5 separate regions of the Mus musculus genome follow, and regions 1, 2, 3 and 4 are each linked to region 5. Evidence: chromatin contacts called from public HiChIP or PLAC-seq and promoter capture Hi-C data. All regions are on one chromosome and are shown on one strand. The core of a region is the stretch at or near the end of the contact, and the rest is flanking DNA. Distances in the headings are between cores, read along the strand shown. Region 1 holds the start of Sult5a1 (sulfotransferase family 5A, member 1). Region 2 holds the start of Cdk10 (cyclin-dependent kinase 10). Region 3 holds the start of Spg7 (SPG7, paraplegin matrix AAA peptidase subunit). Region 4 overlaps Slc7a5 (solute carrier family 7 (cationic amino acid transporter, y+ system), member 5). Region 5 holds the start of Piezo1 (piezo-type mechanosensitive ion channel component 1).

Region 1 (3,876 bases), core at 1,238-3,737, 610 kb after region 5:
ATCTCACTATCGCTTTCTAATGGAATGTTCCAGAACATTCAAGCCTTAGCGATGGTCTTTCCAGAAAGCCAATCTGGCCTATTCCTCACCTACACAAAGCAAACACTCTACCGGGCTGTGCCCCAACCCATTTCTCTACCTCAGACATCTGAAAAGGAGCTTTGGCCCTGGCCAGAGAGGAGGGTGCTCTGGGAGTTGTTCGGGTGTCTACTCCCCTCAAGCAACCACACTTTCTGGGGTCACCTTCAGAGATAGCAAATCCTAGAGAGCTCAATGGGAATGGAAGGTCAAGGGCCCCCCCTTAGCTTCTCTGGTTTCCAGTAGGGGGAAGGTTATATCACCTTTTTATTTTTAGGCCAGACAGAACCAGTCTAAGAAAAAGCAAACCAGAAAAGGTTCCTCAGAACAGGCGTGGCCCTTCCCGCCCAGCCCGCCTGGGCCCAGTTCAGGGACATGTGATAAGATTCAGCAAGGTATCTTTCCGCTACAGGCCAGAACCTGCCTGCTCTGCGAGGATGGGATCTCGTACTTATAGTGGGATGATCGGTCCCCACCCCCTGCCCACATACAGGGACAGTGACAGCCTGGATCCAGGATCCCATAGCTCTGCTGCCCTATCCTTTAAGATATACTGAGGCTGGAGGCGCAGTCTGACAGATCCCAGCCCACCCACTGCATTCTTTCTGGTGGGAAGCCCAGCCCACAGACCAGGCCCCTGGGTAGATATGTTAAGATGTGAATGGAGGGATCGGATCCAGGGAGTAGGAGGGGGGTGGGGCAGGGCTGGAACTTGGGACAACTATGCAGGGTGGAGGGGAAGGGGGTCTGGTGTGAGGGGAAGACTGTCAGGAATGTGGAGTATAGGAGGGTTGCTTGGCCCTATCTGCTGAATTGCTGACTTACCTAAGTCACTACAGTCCAGGTGGCCCTGGTGGCCAAGTCACATGAAGCAGATCTTGCTCTCAGTGGCATTGTGTCCTAGCTGGGCTATGTCCAGGAGACAAAAGCAAACTATGCCCTATGTGCCTATCCTGACGGATTCAGGATGGGGAGGATGGTTATGCAGGGTCTGCAGAGCTATGCTGCTACCCTGAGCACACTGGAGGAGAGTAGACCAGGCAGTCTTATGGGATTAGGGAGTTCCTGTGCCCCACATAAACATACTTCACTGGGGTGATGTACACCATTCACCCCAGCATGATTCAGGACAAGGAAAAGCTTTGTCCCCCAAGGACCACCCGCCTAAGAATAAAGCCAGATTCTCAGCACACACCCCATTTCACCCCCCCCCCCCCAGCATTCCTCCCATGGCCTCAGAAACACGTTCAAGCAAGTGCAGAGAGATTACAAGAAGTCTGTGTGAACCTGACCAAGGTACAGGGGGAGAGGGGGGCTGCTTGTACCCAGGATACCCTGTGCTTCTGAGGCTATTAGAAAGAGGAACAACCAGCCAAGGAGGCTAGTGAGGGGCTTCATACAGCTGGTACTGACTCAAGCCAGAAAGGCAGCCCTACAGCTTATACCAGTCACAGGTGACAGAGAGGGCCCGGGTGTCTACAGTGCCGAGAAGGGGACTGAGGCACTATGGGTGGCAGGAAGCCCTGGTGTTGGATTGTCCAGGCTCCTTGTCCCAGTCTGTCTCTCACCTGACTTGGGAAATGTTACCAAGAGGATGTCTGTGTCCTGGAACTGGAAGGAGCAAGCCGCTTTCAGGGACTCTGGGGTGTGTATGAATCCTGGGAAGCGGACGCCATCGAAGATTTCAGTGGTGTTCATGCGCTCAGTCATGCTGGTGCTGTGCGGAACAGGGCTGGAGGTGAGGAAGTCTGTTACCGAGGGCCCAAGCTCTTTCCAGTAGATACAGGCCAGTCTGCCATTCCATCATGAAAGTGTTGAGATAGGTCCACACCCAGTGGCTACTGTTATTGCTCTCAGGCATCATTGCAGGACCATCTTAGAACCTTGGACAGACTTGTCTGTCGTCTGGCCCAAGAAAGGTCCCAACCCCATCAGAGGATATAGACCTCTGTGCTATGGCCTTGGAATGACAGTGGCATCTGTCTGGCCTTGAGAGTGTGGCTGGTTGCTTGCAGAATTCTGCCCTAGCCACCAGCTCTTGGCCATCTGTATGCAGGGCTACACCTCGAAAGTGTGTGGTTGTGATGGATCATGAACATCCTTGCGGACTTGAGAGCTGCTTGTCTCGGCCCCAAAGCATAGTGGGATCGGTATCTAAAGGCCCCATCTAGAGAGCAAGCAGCTCCCACCCACAGCCCCCCTCCAGTCTTGCTCTACAGCTGCCCAGACTGGGCTGACAGGAATGTTTCTACTGAATCCTGGAGCAGCCTCCGACAGAAGCCCCACCTCCCCTGTTTCCTCGGGATCCCCTACTTACCACAAAGTCCTTCTTCCAGTGGTACCTGGCTGTGCGCACGCAGCCCAGACCTAGGAAATGTGGCTCAGGCTCTACTTGGGCACCTCCAAAGAGGCTCCACCCTAGCGTTGCAGGGCCCTGGGGCAGAAGACTGCAGGGTGCCCCGCCCCCAACCAGACCCATTTGGGGGAGGGGCTGGGAAGAGCGCCCCCATAGGCAAGCAATAAGCGGATAATCTTCGGGACAAAACCTATTTTTCAAGCAGACTAAGGTGCTCAAAAAATAAGTTTAACAGTGTCTGGGAATGACACAATTTTCCTGTTTCAACAATGCTCCCCTGTGGAGCACTGGCCAGGAAGGGCCAGGAAGGGGCCAGGAAGGGGCCAGGAAGAGGCAGTGCACCGTCCCTTTCTTGTATTCTGACAACAGAAGGCAGCTTTCTCTACCACCCTAGGACCCACCATGCAGTTTATATAATTTTGACATTTGTGGTAAGATACAGTACAAAGCAACCAGCTCTGACAGAGTACATCCGTGAAGACTTTTCCATCTCCCGCCACCTCCAGCTGCCAACCACCAGATTCCCTTGTCTCATGTTCTCATTAGGCAGCTGCCAGCCAGCATGAAAATGTCTCTCTGCCTACAGGGCCACTTACAACCAGAGTCCAGGGGATTTGTATACAACACAACAAAACTTCTTCCATTTGCTTAGGAGATTTGTGTTCTTCTGTTTGGTTGGTTTGGGCTTCTGGTTTGTTTTTGATCCATTCTGCTGCAGGGGAGTACCCAAGGGTCCTCATCCTCTTTGTCTTATAGGTAGGAAACGGTGTGTGTATCAACACACACCCACAGAGCACACACTGACCCGGTGTCTGTTTGTCCTTGGCTGTCCTTTAAAGTGTAACTCTGGTCCTGATTCCTCTTCTCAGACCTTGCCCGGGAGAAATCAGCACACGCAACCCACAGAGACTACAGCCAAGTTCTCCAAAGGCTCAGCTAAATTGATTTCACTAATTCACACACCATGTGACTACCACAGTCACGACTGGGACATATAAAACAGTTCAGGCCTCCTTCTTACCATAAACCCGTGTCCTCCCCCGATAAGTTACTCAAGCCTGTCATCACCTCTTGTTTCCCTTGTTGTTGAAGGCCACACGATGCACAGCCTTGTGTCTGGGTTTGTTCCCTGCTCCTTGTGTTGCTTACGACATTCATCCATGTCATTGTGTGTATGGACAGTTCTTCCACGCGGCTGTGTTGTGTTGAATAGGTAAGTGTTCACCTGCTCACCGTATGTTTACGGACATCAGGGCTGTTTCTAGTTGTGATAGATTTCTTTTTTGTTTGTTTGTTTTTTTGTTTTTTGAAGACAGGGTTTCTCTGTATAGTCCTACAGGCTGTCCTGGAACTCACTTTGTAGACCAGGCTGTCCTCGAACTCAGAAATCCGCCTGCCTCTGCTTCCCAAGTGCTGGGATTAAAGGCGTGTGCCACCACCAC
Region 2 (3,657 bases), core at 784-3,283, 670 kb after region 5:
TAGTATACACTTGCAGGCCTGACTGTATGCATGCATGTATACATACATGCACACACACATATTCATACACATGACTTAAATTAATTTTGTTGTGTTTTATAATGTGGTATAATGCAACAGGAAGGAGCCCCTCCCATGATAAGGAGTCCCATTGAACCATCACGCAATGCCACAGGCCTACTAAGTGGAGCAGGGAAGGGGCAGAGGCAAAGTGGGGAAGGGTAAAGAGAGAAAGAGAGGAAGAGAGAGAAGGGAAGAAGCCAGCCAGGAACATGTGGGGATAGAGAAAGAGAGAATGAAGAAGGAGGGAGAGAGCATAGGAGGTAAGAGAAAGCTGGGGTGTTAGCAATCCTCAAACAGGCCTGGCTCTCACATGATGGCAGATGATGACATAAGCTGTTGCTAGGTTGCTGTTGCTGTTGCTGGAGCCTAATGGAACTGTCTGCAAGCCACTAACTTTAAAATTGCTTTGTAGTCAGGCAGTGGTGAGACACGCCTTTAATCCGAGCACTCGGGAGGCAGAGGCAGGCAGATTTCTGAGTTCAAGACCAGCCTGGTCTACAAAGTGAGTTCCAGGACAGCCAGGGCTACACAGAGAAACCCTGTCTCAAAAAAACAAAAACAAAAACAAAAGCAAAAGCAAAAAAAAAAAAAAAACTTTGTGTATGTAGTGCTAAGGAGTGAGCCTAGGACTTGACCCAATGCTAGGCAGGCGCTCCACCACTGAGCTACAATCCCAGCTGGAGTTCTGAAACAGGGATAGGGTCTCACATCCAATCCAGTCTGGATTAGAACTCAGTATATAGCCCAGGCCAGCCTTGAACATGCAGCCTCAACCTCTTGACTGCTGCAATTACAGGTGACAGTGTGCCCAGAGGAAAGCTGAATTCCAAAGTTAAAAAGAAATGTAAGATAGCAAACAATCCATTAGAAATCTTACAGTATTATTATTTATGACTTTTTTTTCTTTTTGGTTTTTTTCGAGACAGGGTTTCTCTGTATAGCCCTAGCTGTCCTGGAACTCACTTTGTAGACCAGGCTGGCCTCCAACTCAGAAATCTGCCTGCCTCTGCCTCTCAAGTGCTGAGATTAAAGGCGTGCGCCACCACGCCCGGCATGATTTATTGACACACTACTGAAAGCCTTTTAAGATAGGCTATGCACCCCATTCTAGCTTTGAACTCAGAATCTTCTGGCCTCAGTCTCCAGAGTGCTATGATTACAGGCATATGGCACTGTGTCCAAACACCAACTAATCTGCTTGCATTAACCTAAGTATAGTGCCCACATGGACCTGCACTCTGGCCATTTAGAAGCAGGAACATTCATCTTCCTAATCTATATAAACCCTCCACAGATGATCAGAGCCAATTGGTGTTCTGAGTTCATTACTCAGTACAAGAGCTAAGTGCAAGTCTTGCAGCACTAGCTCACCGATTAAGGGTGCAGAGCTCCAGACAGAAGGGACCAGGTTCAAATCCCAGCAGCCGGGCACTCTTATTGCCTGGCAAAACAAACAAACAAACAAAAAAAGCTGAGTGAGTGCAACCTCCAAGAACCACTTGGACTAGAGTTGCTCTCCAGTGGTCAGTACATTAATTATCTTCATTTTCTCGTGTACGCTGCCCGGGCTGTACAAGGTTTCCTTCCGTCTTGTCCTGGGCTAGTGATGGGGACGAGGTTGGCCTCGGGAATGACTGGGTTCCCACACATCCAGCTTTCGGAGAATGTACCCAACCACTATCAGAAAGCATAGCTCTCAGCAGTGGTGGTCTGGAAGGGCAGAAAGCACGGCTGATCGCTGGAATTGGTCTCACTTAAATGGCAAACAGGGAAGAGACGCATTTTCCTCCAGTTGATCAAAACCAATCTGAGTCTTCTGCAGGCTGGCCTACAGATGGTACTTTGAGCAGCTTTGTAGAAGTGTGTCTGCATCTAACGCTAAAAGACAACAGAGCCTCTGCGCTCCGAGCGGATTCCGTCCCCAAGTCCAGAACAAACCGGAAGTACGTCATGCGCCTGCGCCGAGGGGCGTTACGCCTGCGCGCTGGAAGAGGGCGGCAGCGGCTTGGGCATGGCAGAGGTGGACCTGGAGTCGGATCAGATCCGATTGAAGTGTATCCGTAAGGAAGGTTTCTTCACCGTGCCTCCAGAACACAGGGTGCGACGGGGTGCCACTCGTGCGGCGCTGAGTGGCAGGGCCAGACTGAAGCGCACCGGGGCGTTCCGTGTCGCGTTCAAGTTTGAGGTTCCAGCGTCGGAGGGGGAACGGCAGTCCCCGAGTTTGCCGCGGCGTGGGCAGAAATCGGCAGCCCAGAGGCTGGGGCGGGGTGGGACCGAGGACGAGCGACCAAGGGCGAGAAGAGTGGGAGGTTCCCGGTGGCACCTGCAGCCGCGGGGGTCTCACCTGGCGTTACCCACAGTCTTGTCTCTTTTGTGTGATGTGAAGGTGAACCTTAAGGGGCTCCGATTTCTGCTCCAGTAGACGTTTGGTGGGAAGAGGTTTTGCCGCAGCCCACGTATTTTTAACTTCTTGTTTATGCTTTGCGAGGCCAAGGCACATTAACTAAGAGCCTCAGAGCACAAGGCACGAGACAACACTTAACAACTAGTTAACTCAGAGCACTGCACTGGAAGCCGAGGTTGCGAAAGCCGTTCTTAAAGGGGGAGAAAATGCACGTGTGCAGTGGTCCCTTAAGTCAAAAATGTCAGAGTCCTGCGTGGTGGTCCACACTGGTAATCCCAGTCAGGGAGTTGAGGCAGGATGGTCACTCCACTTTGGAGGGGAGCCTGGGCTACAGAGTGAGACCTGGACTCAGAAATAAGCCGAGATATAAAATAGTGGAGACTTTGGAGAAAAGGAGTATTCTGTAAGAAGTTTGTAGAAGAGTTGACATTTGTTTTGGACCAGGAAGTGTTGCCAAAATTTGGGCAGATCTGACAAGGAATGGTATACCACACTCAGGTGGCAGCACAAAATCCTGGTGAATGGAATTTCGAAGTGAACAGGGATCCTCGAGGAGAGGGAGGGAGGGAGGGAGCTCAGAGTGGATCGTGGGGGCCATCAGGTATCAGAGTAACAGAACCCAGGGCAGGGCAGTTAAGAGTCGGGAAGCCAGCAGGGGGCTGGTGGAATAGAATCCTAAGCTTGCTCTGGTCCTTCTGTACCCAAGGAATGCTTAGCTAATGCACTTAGAAAGGCACCTCACACATGAAAAGTTGGCACTCCCTGTTGAAGGCCGGATTCTCCTGCACAGAGGTGTTTGTGCCCATGGCTTGTGGCCATTTGGTACTAGACAGCAGACATTTGGAACACTGGGTTGGAGGGGATACTTAGGCCATCTTCAGTATGCTTCAGTATTTCAAAGTGATTCCAGTGGTATCTGTCCCCTTCACTCATCAGAAAATTCCAAATACATGGTTGCTTTTCTGTTTGGTAAGCAAGATGCAAGCACGTTTCTCAGTGCCAGGTATGGGTGAGACTTGTCACTTGTGTGGTTAGCTTCCAGATCCCCACACTGGCTGCCTCTCTCTTTCAGCTGGGAAGATGCCGAAGCGTTAAGGAGTTTGAGAAGCTGAACCGGATTGGCGAGGGCACCTATGGCATCGTGTGTGAGTGGTCATGAAAGAGCTCTGTGGGGACTGGAAGGCTCACAC
Region 3 (3,548 bases), core at 80-2,579, 510 kb after region 5:
CCGAGACTGCTTTGGGGGCTTTCTGCAGTTAGACTACCAGGCACCAGCCTGGCATGGACTAGCAGGACTCAGAGCTTCAGTGGCCCTGCCCAGGCCTGGGATTGCAGCTGTCCATGGGTGGGACAGCAAGCTCTCCCTTCTGTCTCTGCACAAATGAACTGTCAAAGCCAAATGGTATGAAGCTCGGGATGACGGGTGCTCCTCAGGGGCAGTGAGTATAATTAAGGGGGCTCTTAATTTGGTCATAAACACAGTCCACAGGAACAAAGAATGCTAGTGGTTGCCTGATGCTAAGGGAGTTGGAGAAATGGGTAGTAGACCACTAATGGCTATAAGGGGGGGAGGGGTCTGGAAAGATGGCTCAGTGGTTAAGAGCACTGTCTGCTCTTCCAGAGGACACGGGTCCAATCACCACTTTAAATGTTTTATTTAATGTGCACTGGTGTTTTGCTTGCATGTATGTCTGTGGGAGGTTGTCGAATCCCCTGGAACTGGAGTTACAGATGGTCATGAGCTGCCATGTGGGTGCTGGGAATTGAACCTGGATCCTCTGGAAGAGCAGCCAGTGCTCTTAACAGCTGAGCCATCTCTCCAGCCCCTCCAGTTCCGACTTTAGGAGCCCCCCTCCCTCCCTCTCTAAGATTGAGGGCACCGTTTTCCTACTCTGTATGTAGCTGCTGCCCTGTGGTCTCACACACCACTGGCTCTAAGTTGATTCTGTAGCCAGCCAGGGGCATCCCCCGGATCTCTGATGTTCAGAAAAACTGGTTCATTCTTGTCAGGCCGGCACACAGGAGACGGAGCTTGAGTTTGAAGCCAGACTGTTGCACAGCGATACTGTATTTAAAAAAACAAATAACCAAAACCAAGAGGCAGGTGGATCTCCGAGTTCGAGGTCAGTCTGGTCTACAGCGAGAGGACAGCTAGCACCACACAGAGAAACAACAAAATAAATACGTACAGGAAGGACGGAAGTGGCCAACAGGAACCACCAAATCGCACCCCAAAGAAAGAGATAACGTGAAAAGCGAATCGTGTATCCACTTGCCAAGTACTGGAAACCGCAACTTGGACTGTTAATAAAACACAAGAGAGAAAAATACCGGGTAACCGTAGCCTGTCTCTACGTGAACCCGCAGGCTGCGGGCTGCTAGCTTTCGCGCTGCGCACCCTGCTGACTCTCGAGGTTTCGCAGCTAACCTTGCGGATACCAGACGGTTCGGACCGCGCAGGCGTCGCCAGGAGCGCGCGACCTTCAACCCCGCGCAAGCGCAAAGGGAGGCCGCCCTCAAAAACCTGACCGTTAGGGCGGCCGGAGCCGCACTGCGCAGGCGCCGCTTTCGGCACCATGGCGGCCGCCTTGCTGCTGCTTCGCGGGCTCCGCCCCGGCCCGGAGCCCCGGCCCCGACGGCTGTGGGGCCTGCTCTCAGGCAGGGGCCCAGGCCTCTCGTCCGGGGCTGGGGCCAGGCGGCCGTACGCGGCCCGCGGGACTCCGGTTGGCCCGGCTGCGGCTGGAGGCCACGCGCCTCAGGTAACCCGCTCGGAGCCCGGCGGCGGCGGGTGTGGCGGGTCGGTCCGCGCCGACCGGAAGTGCGCCTGCACCTCGCTCTTCCGCAGGAGGATGGCTGCTGTGGGCTCCCCGGGACGGGAGGCAGCATCTGCCTCGGGTGGTTCGTCTCTCCCTGGCGTGTGTGAGAGAGACGCCCTGTATCACTGTCCCTGGCGGCTTCAAACTGAGTCCTGGTCACCCGTGCCTTTCCGTCCTCTTCTTTCTGGTCTGGAGGCAGGCGTTCATGTGTACTCGGAGCAGCCCTTGGACTCCCGATCCTTTTGCCCACATAGGTGGTGCACACTTGCAATTTCAGTATTTGCTGGTAGGACGAGGCCAGGAAGATTGTGAATTGGAGACTCAAACTGGGCTGTGGGTGAAAGTTAATTGACTTTTGTTTCTTCGGTTTTTTTGTTTTGTTTTGTGGCTGAGTCCAGTGAAATTCATTGATGGAGTTGATTGACACTTTCCCTTGGCCCCTCCCCTTCTTGGGAGGCAGTTCTAGGATGGAAACCGAGGAGGGAGAGATTCTCAATACACAGTTGAAGATGACTTTGAACTTTTGATGCTCCTGCATCCCCTCCCAAGTGCTGGGATTACATGCATGCGCCACTGTACCCAGTTTTAAGGAGGTACTGGGGATCAAATCCATAGCTTTCTGCATGCTAGGCAAGGACTTTGATTAGGCCTGTGTTGTTGTGGTATATGGTCTTAGTGTTACCTCGGTCTTTTTCTCTTTTTACAGAGTTTGCTATTGCGAATACTGACCCCTAGCTTTGAAGGTATTAGCGGATTGTTACTGAAACAGCATATAGTTCCAAATGCAGTCAGACTGTGGCCGCTTTCAGGTGTGTATGCATTGCATGGTCCATTACTGAGGGACACAGGTTTTACTGTAGTCCTATAAGAGCATAGTGGAAGAGGACAAAACCAAACAAACCAGGTCTTACATGCCTGTAATCTCAGCACTAAAACAGGGGCTGCCAGTTGGAGGTCAGGCAGAACTAGCTAGTGAAACCCTGCTGGCCCCCTGCTCACCCCCACCCCCCACCCAAAAAAACAAAAGGTTTTATGTTGTCTGAGAGCACAGCACTTGCTGCAGTGAGCAGGGCTCGCTGTGATGTTCAGTAGAGTAGCCTAGGAGCAGAAGGCCATGCTGTGTGTGCAGCAGCATCCACCATCTCAGGCTGTGTGCATGCACTCTAGTCTAAGAGTGGAGGCTCCTTGGCAGGTGACAAGTGACATAGGAGAACGTCACTAGTTAGACACTGACCAGAAGACTAGGAACACCCAGCCACTAAGAGTACCTTTGATTCTTTTAAAAAACAAAACACCTGAACTTGTGACCCTCTTCAGTCCTGAGGTTACAGGTATGTACCACTCTGTCCAGTGTTATGTGAAGCTAGGGATTGAACTCAGGACTTTGGGCATGGTAAGCAAGTACTCTAACAACTAAGCTATATTTTCATTGTAACCTTTGGTTCTTTGTGCTGTGAGCTATGTTAGCCCTGTTATGGATAATCTGAAGTGAAATGTATAGCTAGGGGCTGTGAGCACTCCTTGATCATCCTGCCTGTCCCTTCCCAATGGGAGCACGTGAGACCCCACTCCTCACCTGGGGGTTGCAGACTGGTTTGTTTGGTTTTGTTTTCTTGAAACAAGGCATTAATTTGCAGTCCAGCCTGGCCTTGAACTTAGAATCCTCCTGTTCTCACCCTCCAGGTGCTGGGATTACAGGTATGTGCTACCAGGCCTAGACTTCTCTTTGCTCACTTTAAGTGTTTTATTTTGTTTCCCCGCCCCCCACCCCGTGTGTGTGTGTGTGTGTGTGTGTGTGTGTGTGTGTGTGTCAGAGAGAGACACAGAGACAGAGACAGACAGAGACACAGAGAGAGAGACAGAGAGAGAGAGAGACAGACAGACAGAAAGAGAGAGAGAGCGTGAGCACACAGAGTGCAGGGATACTCCCTGTGGGTTCTAGGAATTAAATTGAGGTCAT
Region 4 (3,780 bases), core at 1,161-3,660, 670 kb before region 5:
TCAGGATGCCTCAGTTTCCCTGTCTGGCTCATTAACTGTTGGTAACAGGCTGAAGGTAGTGCCCAGCTCACTGCGGGCTAAGTGGCAGTTTGCAGATGGGTGTAACACAGCCAGGGTTCAAGTAAGACACAAGGTTCAGGTCAAGTACGTTGAGGTCAACAGAAGATGGAGAAACCTGCAGCTAACCTGAGGAAGACAAGGCCCCTTGCCTTCTCTAGGGACAGAGCTACCAGCTCAGTGTGGTGTCCCCCCTGTGGTGTCCTCACAGGGGCTGGAGGGCAGTGGGCTGGTGGCGCTGTGGGGGTTTGCAGAGCACCTGTCTCAGCTCCAGGAGCCTCATAAGATCACTGTACCAGGGACATAATCACTTGCAAGCCCTGTCGTTGCCTAGGACTTAGCGGAGTCCTGTATAGGCACAGGGGCAGCATGACTGGGTGGGGAAGGGAACAGGGATGGTGTGAGCAGGGAGGGTGGGGGCTGATAAAAGGCAGGGAGTGTTTGGGTCTATGAACCTCAGAGATGTGCAGATAACTGAATTTCTAGCTTTACCAACAGGGAAGGATGGTATGGGCCACCACCATTTCATTTGCCTGTGGACATAGCTGCCCCACCCGTCTCCTAATAGGGAAGTGGGGGGGGCAGTACTGTATGTATGTGACAGGCTCACCTCAGAGTGGCCAAGTGTTCAGGTACCTCTGCTGGGCAGTTCCCAAACTGCTTCAGGATGTCAAGCTAAGAGCCGAGAAGGTTGCCCAGGGCCTCAGCTTTGGGCTTATACACACCTGCCATCAGAACCCTCTGCTCTTATAGCTACTCTCTGTTCAGATAGTGATACCTGGAAACTGATGGCTGGCCCCGAGGACCCGAACAGTACCCAGTCCCTTGGCTAGCAAATGTGACTTGGAAGACAAGACCCAGTAGGGGTTCTAAGACCTCAAGGGTCCCTCTGCCACAGATGCTAGCCTAGGGGCCATGCTAGCCTGCAAAGAGCAGTGAACCCTAGTTTCCAAGTCTGACCTGTCTATGAGACAGGTGTGTGTGTGTGTTGTGAGATGACCTGGCATCACTTAACTTCTTGCTGGGCTCCTTTCCTCCTGCACCTCCCCTCAGATGGTGCTCTCAGCACAGTTAGCCTCACCATTAGCCTACTGGTTTCCTCTGGGCCAAGCCCCTCCCACCTAGAGGCTTCCAGAAACCCTCTCCCTCTTGTGACCTTAATGTGTCCCTGGCCCCCTGGCTTCCTTCCAGCCTTGTCACCCTCAGGGGTTGGTGAGCAGAGGAATGTATGTACGGCTGTGAGACTTGGGTGGGCTGGGAGGAAAGATGCTTCCTACACAGGGAATTTGGCACAGACCACAGAACACAGTCAGCAGCTTAGAATTCCAATAGCTTTTAAAAAAAACAAAACCAACCCCCCAAAAAAACAAAAAGCCTCACAAAACAGCAGACCTCTGTACCCCCCCCCCAGTCTAATGTAACAGGCTAGCCATTAATACAATAGTAAAAGACATTATAACCACAGCACTATCTCAGGTGGCACAGCAGATGGACCCAGTGTGGTGGGTCAGACACTGACCATTGAAAGGGGCCAGGTAGGGGTGTCTTTCAGGGCAGTGACATGTTAGGATAAAACCAAAATAGAAAGCACTGGGCAAAATGGCGGTGGTCGGAGCTTGATTTGAAAATAAAAACCTACAGATGGGCATCCTCAGAACATCACAAACAGGAATGACAGGGCCTTCTCAGAGAGCCTGGGTCAGCACCATGAATCCCTGCCCTTTAACCCAGGCTGTATCTGGGGACACACCCCAGGATGGAACTGGGTCCCTGCCCTCATTTCCAGGGAAGAGACCCCAGTTCCCATATCTGGGAGAACCTTCAAGAGGCACTCTGACCTTGACCTTGCTTCCTCACCCCAATGAAAGGGAACCCCAGAAGCACAGAGGAGAGGTCAGGGTGGCCAGTGGTAAGTCACCACTATGTAAGAACTGCATAGTAGCCATTCCAGTAGACACCCCTTCAGGGAGGCCATGGTCTGAGGCAATGGCAGAGGCCAGCAGGGGACGCACATCCTGAAGTCCCTCCAGCAGATCAGCTCCTTCAGTGATGTGCTGGCTGGACCCAACTGTCTCACCCAGAGCACAACGGGAAGGCTGCAGGATGGTCCCACACATGTAGCCAGTGGCTTTCATACTCAGGGAGCTGGAGTGGTCACACCACACTGGTGGCAGAGAGCAGAGGGGTGCTTGGTGCCTATTTTTCTGAACAATGGCTAAGGGTGGGGCTGGAGGGAGCAGTAGTGACTTTGACAGAATGCTACTAGCAGTCTCAAGAACAATGGGGACAGACCAGGTGCTTGGGGGTGGGGGTGGGGGTGGGAGAGCCATGGTGCTGGTCTGGTTCTAAGAGAGGTGGGGCAGGGCGGGGAGTGCTGTGCGTGTGAGAGCCGGGGCACTGCTGCATTGTGTGCACAGAGCACAAGGCCCTGCAGCGGACAGCTAGGTGCTGTTAGGGTCATGGCTGCAGAGATCTTTCATATGGAGCCAGGACTTCAGGGCGGCGAGAGCTGAGCTCTACATTTTCAACCTAACAAGTGACCCACACAGTAGAGCTCTGTCTCATGAGAAAGGTTGGGGTTCCATCTCTAGGGTCCCAGAAAACTAAAGTCCAAGCTAGCATATGTGTCGTCCATCTGTCAGTCCAAGTCCACAGTGGAACAGGTGATGTGCAAGTCTCAGTAGTTCTTCTGACCTGGTGACAGTGATGCGGTCCCCTTGAGGCACTCTATGCTACTGAACGACAGCCTTGGGAAAAGAGCTGTGGCCAGCAGTTCCCACAGGGCCGGACTGTGCGGCCACGGCATCTCCTGCTCCTTGCTACCCTGTTTTGTTAAAAAATAATCATCTCGCTAGTGTAAACTTGACCCAAATGCACGCTACAAAAACCAAAACAAAACAAAAATCACAGGGGAGAAAGCCTGGATGTGGCAGTCCCCAGAAAGTCAGAAAGTCCAGGCCTCAGGTCCCAGCACGCCTCATACTGGGTGCTGTGTCTGCATGGACCATGGACGGTCACCTTCTGGGACCAAATCGTACCAGTTTTCTTTCACAGCCACTGTGGACACCTGACGTTTGAGGGACAGTGGATTGTGTTAGGCGGCTGGTGGTGCTCACTGGAGCTGTGGGGCTGACAGGCCTGGCCGCTGATCTTCCAAAGGAGAGTTGTCTGGAGCAGGCACAGCGCGGCAGCACCCAGGACACGTGACTAAGTCTCCTGAGGTACCACCTGCATCAACTTCTGGCAGAGCACCGTCACAGAGACTGCGGGGAGAGGGAGGACAGGAGTGAACTCAGGGTGGAGGATCGGGCGTGAGCTCTGCCCGCCTACTCTCACCAGTCCGTTTACCCTTTTGAAATCTCAGGTGATGAGGCTGGACATGGTGAACACACGTCCTACGCCAACTGGAATCAGCCAGAGCTGGGCGCCTCAGATACAACTTTTTCAGGCTCTATGTTGTCAGGCTACCGTGTCTGAGCTAGTTGCCAGTGGTGGGGTTTTTGCCAGTTCGCAGGGCAGCTGGCCACAGAATGCCTGCTAAGACCAGCGAGGGTGGGACCCCAAGTCTACTCCCTGTACCCCCATGACTCTCAATGTTGGCCCACACACTAGTGTGCAAACCCTTGGCTTGCACCACGAAGCCTGAGGCCCAGCATGAATGATTCTCTTGGTTTGTAGGGTGCACATGGCAGGACCTACGATCCCTCATCCCTGTTGTTCCCG
Region 5 (3,410 bases), core at 552-3,051:
ATTTCATGATGTGAAAGCATTCACCATCTGGCCTGTCAGAGAAAAGTCTGCCGGTTTTGTTTAAGCACGGCCCTTGTCTGTGAAAGAGGACCTCTTCCATGAAGATGGAGAAGCCTTTCTCTGCACACAACAGGACCACCTCTTCCCTGCCCTGCCCTCCTTGTTCCCAAGTGTTGACAGTCAGTGAAGGAGCCTGAGAAGCAGCTCTTGTTGAATCTTTAAGAAGGGTACCCGTCTTCTACATTCTCATCCACCCATTCTGCTTATATTTACAGTCTGACCGTCTACAGGCCAGCGAGGAAAAGAAGCCACAAATGTGGGCCCTAGACCTTGGCTCTCCTAAGTCCGGGCTGAGCTGAGGACAGTATCCGCTGGCCCCTCCTTTCAGAGCTCAATGGTTTTCATTGATTCCTGCCTTGAAAAATCCCCCCCACCCCCCCACCCCGGTCTCACCACATTTTGGTCCTACAAATCAAAACTTGGCCTGTGTGGAAGTCATTGCCCGGGTTGCCTGACACCCCCCGGAGCCTGTTCCTGAAACAGGGTGCACAAGCAGTGTCCGTGGAGAGATGGAGGGAATCACGCACAACCCCCCCACCTCCAACAGATGGACTTCCACGAGGCAGACCAACTTTCACAGTGGGTACACTGACTCTCTGTGGGCTAATTTAATCAGACCCCGAGGAAGGTCACATGTGGAGGGGTGCTGACTGCTTCAGGAGGTGTAAGGGGGTGAGCAGCTGGGCAAGGTGCCCTGGGTGAGGCTGGGAGGGCGGCAATGGAGCCCAGCACCTATGACACCAAAAGAGAGAAGCTCTTTGCAAGAAAGGGACGTATGCCAAGGTAGGGGATCTCCAGTTCTGACATCAGGCAGAGCCTCCTGGGGCGCCCTGTGCCCCAGTCCCTCTGGAAGGTAACCAAGTAGGGCACAAGGAAGACAGGAGCTTAGCATTGGACAGACAACCTCGGAACTGAGACTAAGAACTGCGCCTAGGGCTGGAACATTAGTTCTGGTAGGAAATTTCTGACTTGAAAAGCTCCAGGCAGAACGCCACCTTCTCCCAGATTGGTCAGGAAGTCATGATGCAAGTTTGATTTTTTTCTTTCTTTCTTTCTTTTTTCTTAACTACGAAAGAGAATAGAAAGTCGCGCTCCCCTCACAGCTCAGACACTAACAGCCCCTTGCCCGGGCCTCTCCTCCCAGCCCGCGTGGAGACGCCCAGCGCTATCTGGGGCTCTCGCGGACCCGCGCCTCGCCGTTGCCTGCCGTGCTTTCCACTCGGTGCCCGGGCCGGGCCCGCCGAGGCCGCCAGCGCGCTCACGCCTCTGGAATGCGAGCGCCCTGGGCCGCGAGTCCCGCGGAATCTCCTCGCCTATGCTCGCCCGCCGGGGCGGCGCGGCGCAGGGGGACGCGGACGCAGCCTTCCCGCCCGCGCCCTCCACTCACCCGCCAGGAGCGTGCAGGGCAGCAACAGCCAGTAGAGCCCGGCGCCCAGCACGTGCGGCTCCATGCCCCGCGGCCGGGGGACCGCCCGGGGTCGCGCCGCCGTGGCTAAAGGGAGGTGCGAGGGCCGGAGGAACCGCGCGCCATGGCACTCTGGGCGGGTCTCCGCACGTGCGGCGCGCGGCTGCTGTGACCTCCCGCCGGCCTCGATCTCGGGTCGCCGGCCGGCCCGGCCGCGCCCTCTGGTTCCCGACGGCCGGATCCCGCGCACGCTGGGTTGTCAGCCCGCCCGGCTCGGAACTCACGGCGGCTCGTGGAGGCCGAGCTGGGCCGGACGGCGACGCGGCGGCTCTCTCCCTGCTCCCGCCTGCGGGCCTTTATAAGCTCGGCCCCCGCCCTCCCTGGAGTGCCCGCCTCCGCGCTTCCCCCGACGGCCAGGCGCGCCCAGGCACCCCCTCGCTGCCCAGCGCAGTCTGCTCGAGCGCCGGCCCTACTAGCCTGGCTGGTGCCGGTGACCCGGAGACCTCGACCCGCGCGCCCCCCAAACCCTCCTTCAGCCCAGCGCAGTTACTCGCACTGTGCCCGTGGGGCGCTTCTCCCTGGGGCTCCGGGGCCTGGGACCCGGGGTGGGGGCAATACAAGAAGACTCCCAAAGACCTGACCCACTTAGTACCCACGCGCAACTGCGCCCCTCGTGGTTGGAGCAACTTTCGCTTTGTTCCCCAAGCCGTGATGGCGCAGCGCCCTCTGGGGGCTGTCAGAGTCCCTAACTGTGGCACTGGCGGCCACGCTGGCTAGGCCTTGGTGGTTGGGGTGGAGAGACACCTTACTGCTGTGGCATCAGACAGCTGCATCCCACTGTGGTCTGCGTTGGGGCTTTGGGACTGCTTCCAGTCACACCTGCCCCCACTGTGTGGCTTGGCTTTAGTCAGTGTGCTACAGACAGTAGCAAAAGCTGACAGAGCACCTGCTGTCCCATTGGTGGCCAGACAAGGTCTGAGTCCGGCACGTGCCCGGTACCTCACCCAAGCCGCCTTGGTTTGGCTCAGTCTTCCGTATTAAGGTGGATAGGAAAGACGAAATGAAAAGGGGTCAAGAACGGCACAGTTGGACCAAGTTCAGGATGCACTGGGAAATGAGTAGCATTAGGGGCAGAGGCTTAACCGGGAGCGGTGATGATGTGACCCTTTTGAGCCTCAAGGCACCAGCAGGCTAAAGTCAATCACACTTCAGAACCTTCAATTTTCCAGAACCACCAGAAATGCAGGCTTTCCCTGGACATATAGTATTTAAACTGCCTAGCTTGGTCTCCAAGACTCACCTCTAGTCTGACTCTGAAGGGGTGCTGCTAAGACACGGGAAGGTTCAGAAATTCATTCAGACCTGCTCCTTGAGCAGCAGTTCTCAACCTGTGGGTCGTGACAGCTATGGGCCTTGAACGACCCTTTCATAGGGGTTGCATAATAGATATCCTACATAACAGCTATTTACATTATGATTCATAAGAGTAGCAAAATTATAGGCCGGGCGTGGCCTTTAATCCCAGCCCTCGGGAGGCAGAGGCAGGCAGATTTCTGAGTTCGAGGCCAGCCTGGTCTACAAAGTGAGTTCCAGGACAGCCAGGGCTACACAGAGAAACCCTGTCTCAAAAAAAAAAAAAAAAAAAAAAAAGAAGTAGCAAAATTATAGTTATAGCAACAAAATAATTTTATGGTCAAGGGTCACCACAACATGAAGTGTCTTAAGGAATATTAATTAATTAATTATTAATTAATAATAAATAAAAATAATTAATAATAAATAAATAAGCAATATTAGAAATTAATTAAGCAATATTAGGAAGGTTGAGAACCACTGTCCCAAAGGAACTGAAATGTTTATGTCTCACAACCATTGAAGTAGTTGTAGGGTAAAAACAGAAAGGAACAAACAGGGGAACTCTCAAAAAAACTAAACTGTATCCTAC

Evidence for each region. Promoter capture Hi-C pulls out the DNA fragments that hold promoters and counts their contacts. HiChIP or PLAC-seq counts read pairs in DNA pulled down with a chosen protein or histone mark.
Region 1: a promoter capture Hi-C map of stem cell-derived epiblast-like cells shows a contact between it and region 5, with 2.4 times the contacts expected there. The contact joins the promoter of Sult5a1 here to the promoter of Piezo1 in region 5. A contact is called at or near these places in 5 of 39 promoter capture datasets (3T3-L1-derived adipocytes, embryonic stem cells, hippocampal neurons and 1 more) and 2 of 115 datasets of contacts at active chromatin or transcription factors (large pre-B cells and stem cell-derived neural progenitor cells).
Region 2: a contact with region 5 is called in a promoter capture Hi-C map of liver, with 5 times the contacts expected there. The contact joins the promoter of Cdk10 here to the promoter of Piezo1 in region 5. A contact is called at or near these places in 15 of 39 promoter capture datasets (the 3T3-L1 cell line, the C10 cell line, cranial neural crest and 9 more), 1 of 15 datasets of contacts at CTCF or cohesin (large pre-B cells), 3 of 484 Hi-C or Micro-C datasets (CD8 T cells, double positive thymocytes and embryonic stem cells), 9 of 115 datasets of contacts at active chromatin or transcription factors (T-cell acute lymphoblastic leukemia, bone marrow-derived dendritic cells, bone marrow-derived macrophages and 6 more) and 3 of 9 other capture datasets (adipose tissue, embryonic stem cells and liver).
Region 3: a promoter capture Hi-C map of hippocampal neurons shows a contact between it and region 5, with 4 times the contacts expected there. The contact joins the promoter of Spg7 here to the promoter of Piezo1 in region 5. A contact is called at or near these places in 3 of 39 promoter capture datasets (the C10 cell line, hippocampal neurons and neural stem cells), 1 of 15 datasets of contacts at CTCF or cohesin (large pre-B cells), 1 of 484 Hi-C or Micro-C datasets (Th1 cells), 13 of 115 datasets of contacts at active chromatin or transcription factors (astrocytes, bone marrow-derived dendritic cells, embryonic hindbrain and 5 more) and 2 of 9 other capture datasets (adipose tissue and liver).
Region 4: a contact with region 5 is called in an H3K27ac HiChIP or PLAC-seq map of embryonic stem cells, with 2.4 times the contacts expected there. The contact joins the enhancer-like site here to the promoter of Piezo1 in region 5. A contact is called at or near these places in 3 of 115 datasets of contacts at active chromatin or transcription factors (embryonic stem cells, epiblast stem cells and pancreatic cancer cells).

Annotation. Positions count from the first base shown.
Region 1 is chr8:123,155,793-123,159,668 of GRCm38.p6, forward strand. It overlaps Sult5a1 (sulfotransferase family 5A, member 1), which reads right to left and starts at 2,488. Exons shown (of 7, transcript NM_020564.3): 1 at 2,396-2,488; 2 at 1,647-1,795. The coding sequence starts at 1,788.
Region 2 is chr8:123,222,808-123,226,464 of GRCm38.p6, forward strand. Cdk10 (cyclin-dependent kinase 10) reads left to right here and starts at 2,034. Exons shown (of 13, transcript NM_194446.2): 1 at 2,034-2,161; 2 at 3,540-3,612. The coding sequence starts at 2,075.
Region 3 is chr8:123,064,179-123,067,726 of GRCm38.p6, forward strand. It overlaps Spg7 (SPG7, paraplegin matrix AAA peptidase subunit), which reads left to right and starts at 1,330. Exons shown (of 17, transcript NM_153176.5): 1 at 1,330-1,531; 2 at 2,295-2,397. The coding sequence starts at 1,349.
Region 4 is chr8:121,879,776-121,883,555 of GRCm38.p6, forward strand. Slc7a5 (solute carrier family 7 (cationic amino acid transporter, y+ system), member 5) reads right to left here. Exons shown (of 10, transcript NM_011404.3): 10 at 1,371-3,320. The coding sequence ends at 3,265. Among named protein-coding and RNA genes, the nearest start is that of Slc7a5, 26 kb to the right of the region's middle. Within about 2 kb of position 2,411, at least 13 of the 459 cell types and tissues checked have an H3K27ac peak or open chromatin away from gene starts, as enhancers often do. A contact at or near this core is called in embryonic stem cells, where this site is marked.
Region 5 is chr8:122,549,528-122,552,937 of GRCm38.p6, forward strand. Piezo1 (piezo-type mechanosensitive ion channel component 1) reads right to left here and starts at 1,802. Exons shown (of 51, transcript NM_001357349.1): 1 at 1,448-1,802. The coding sequence starts at 1,511.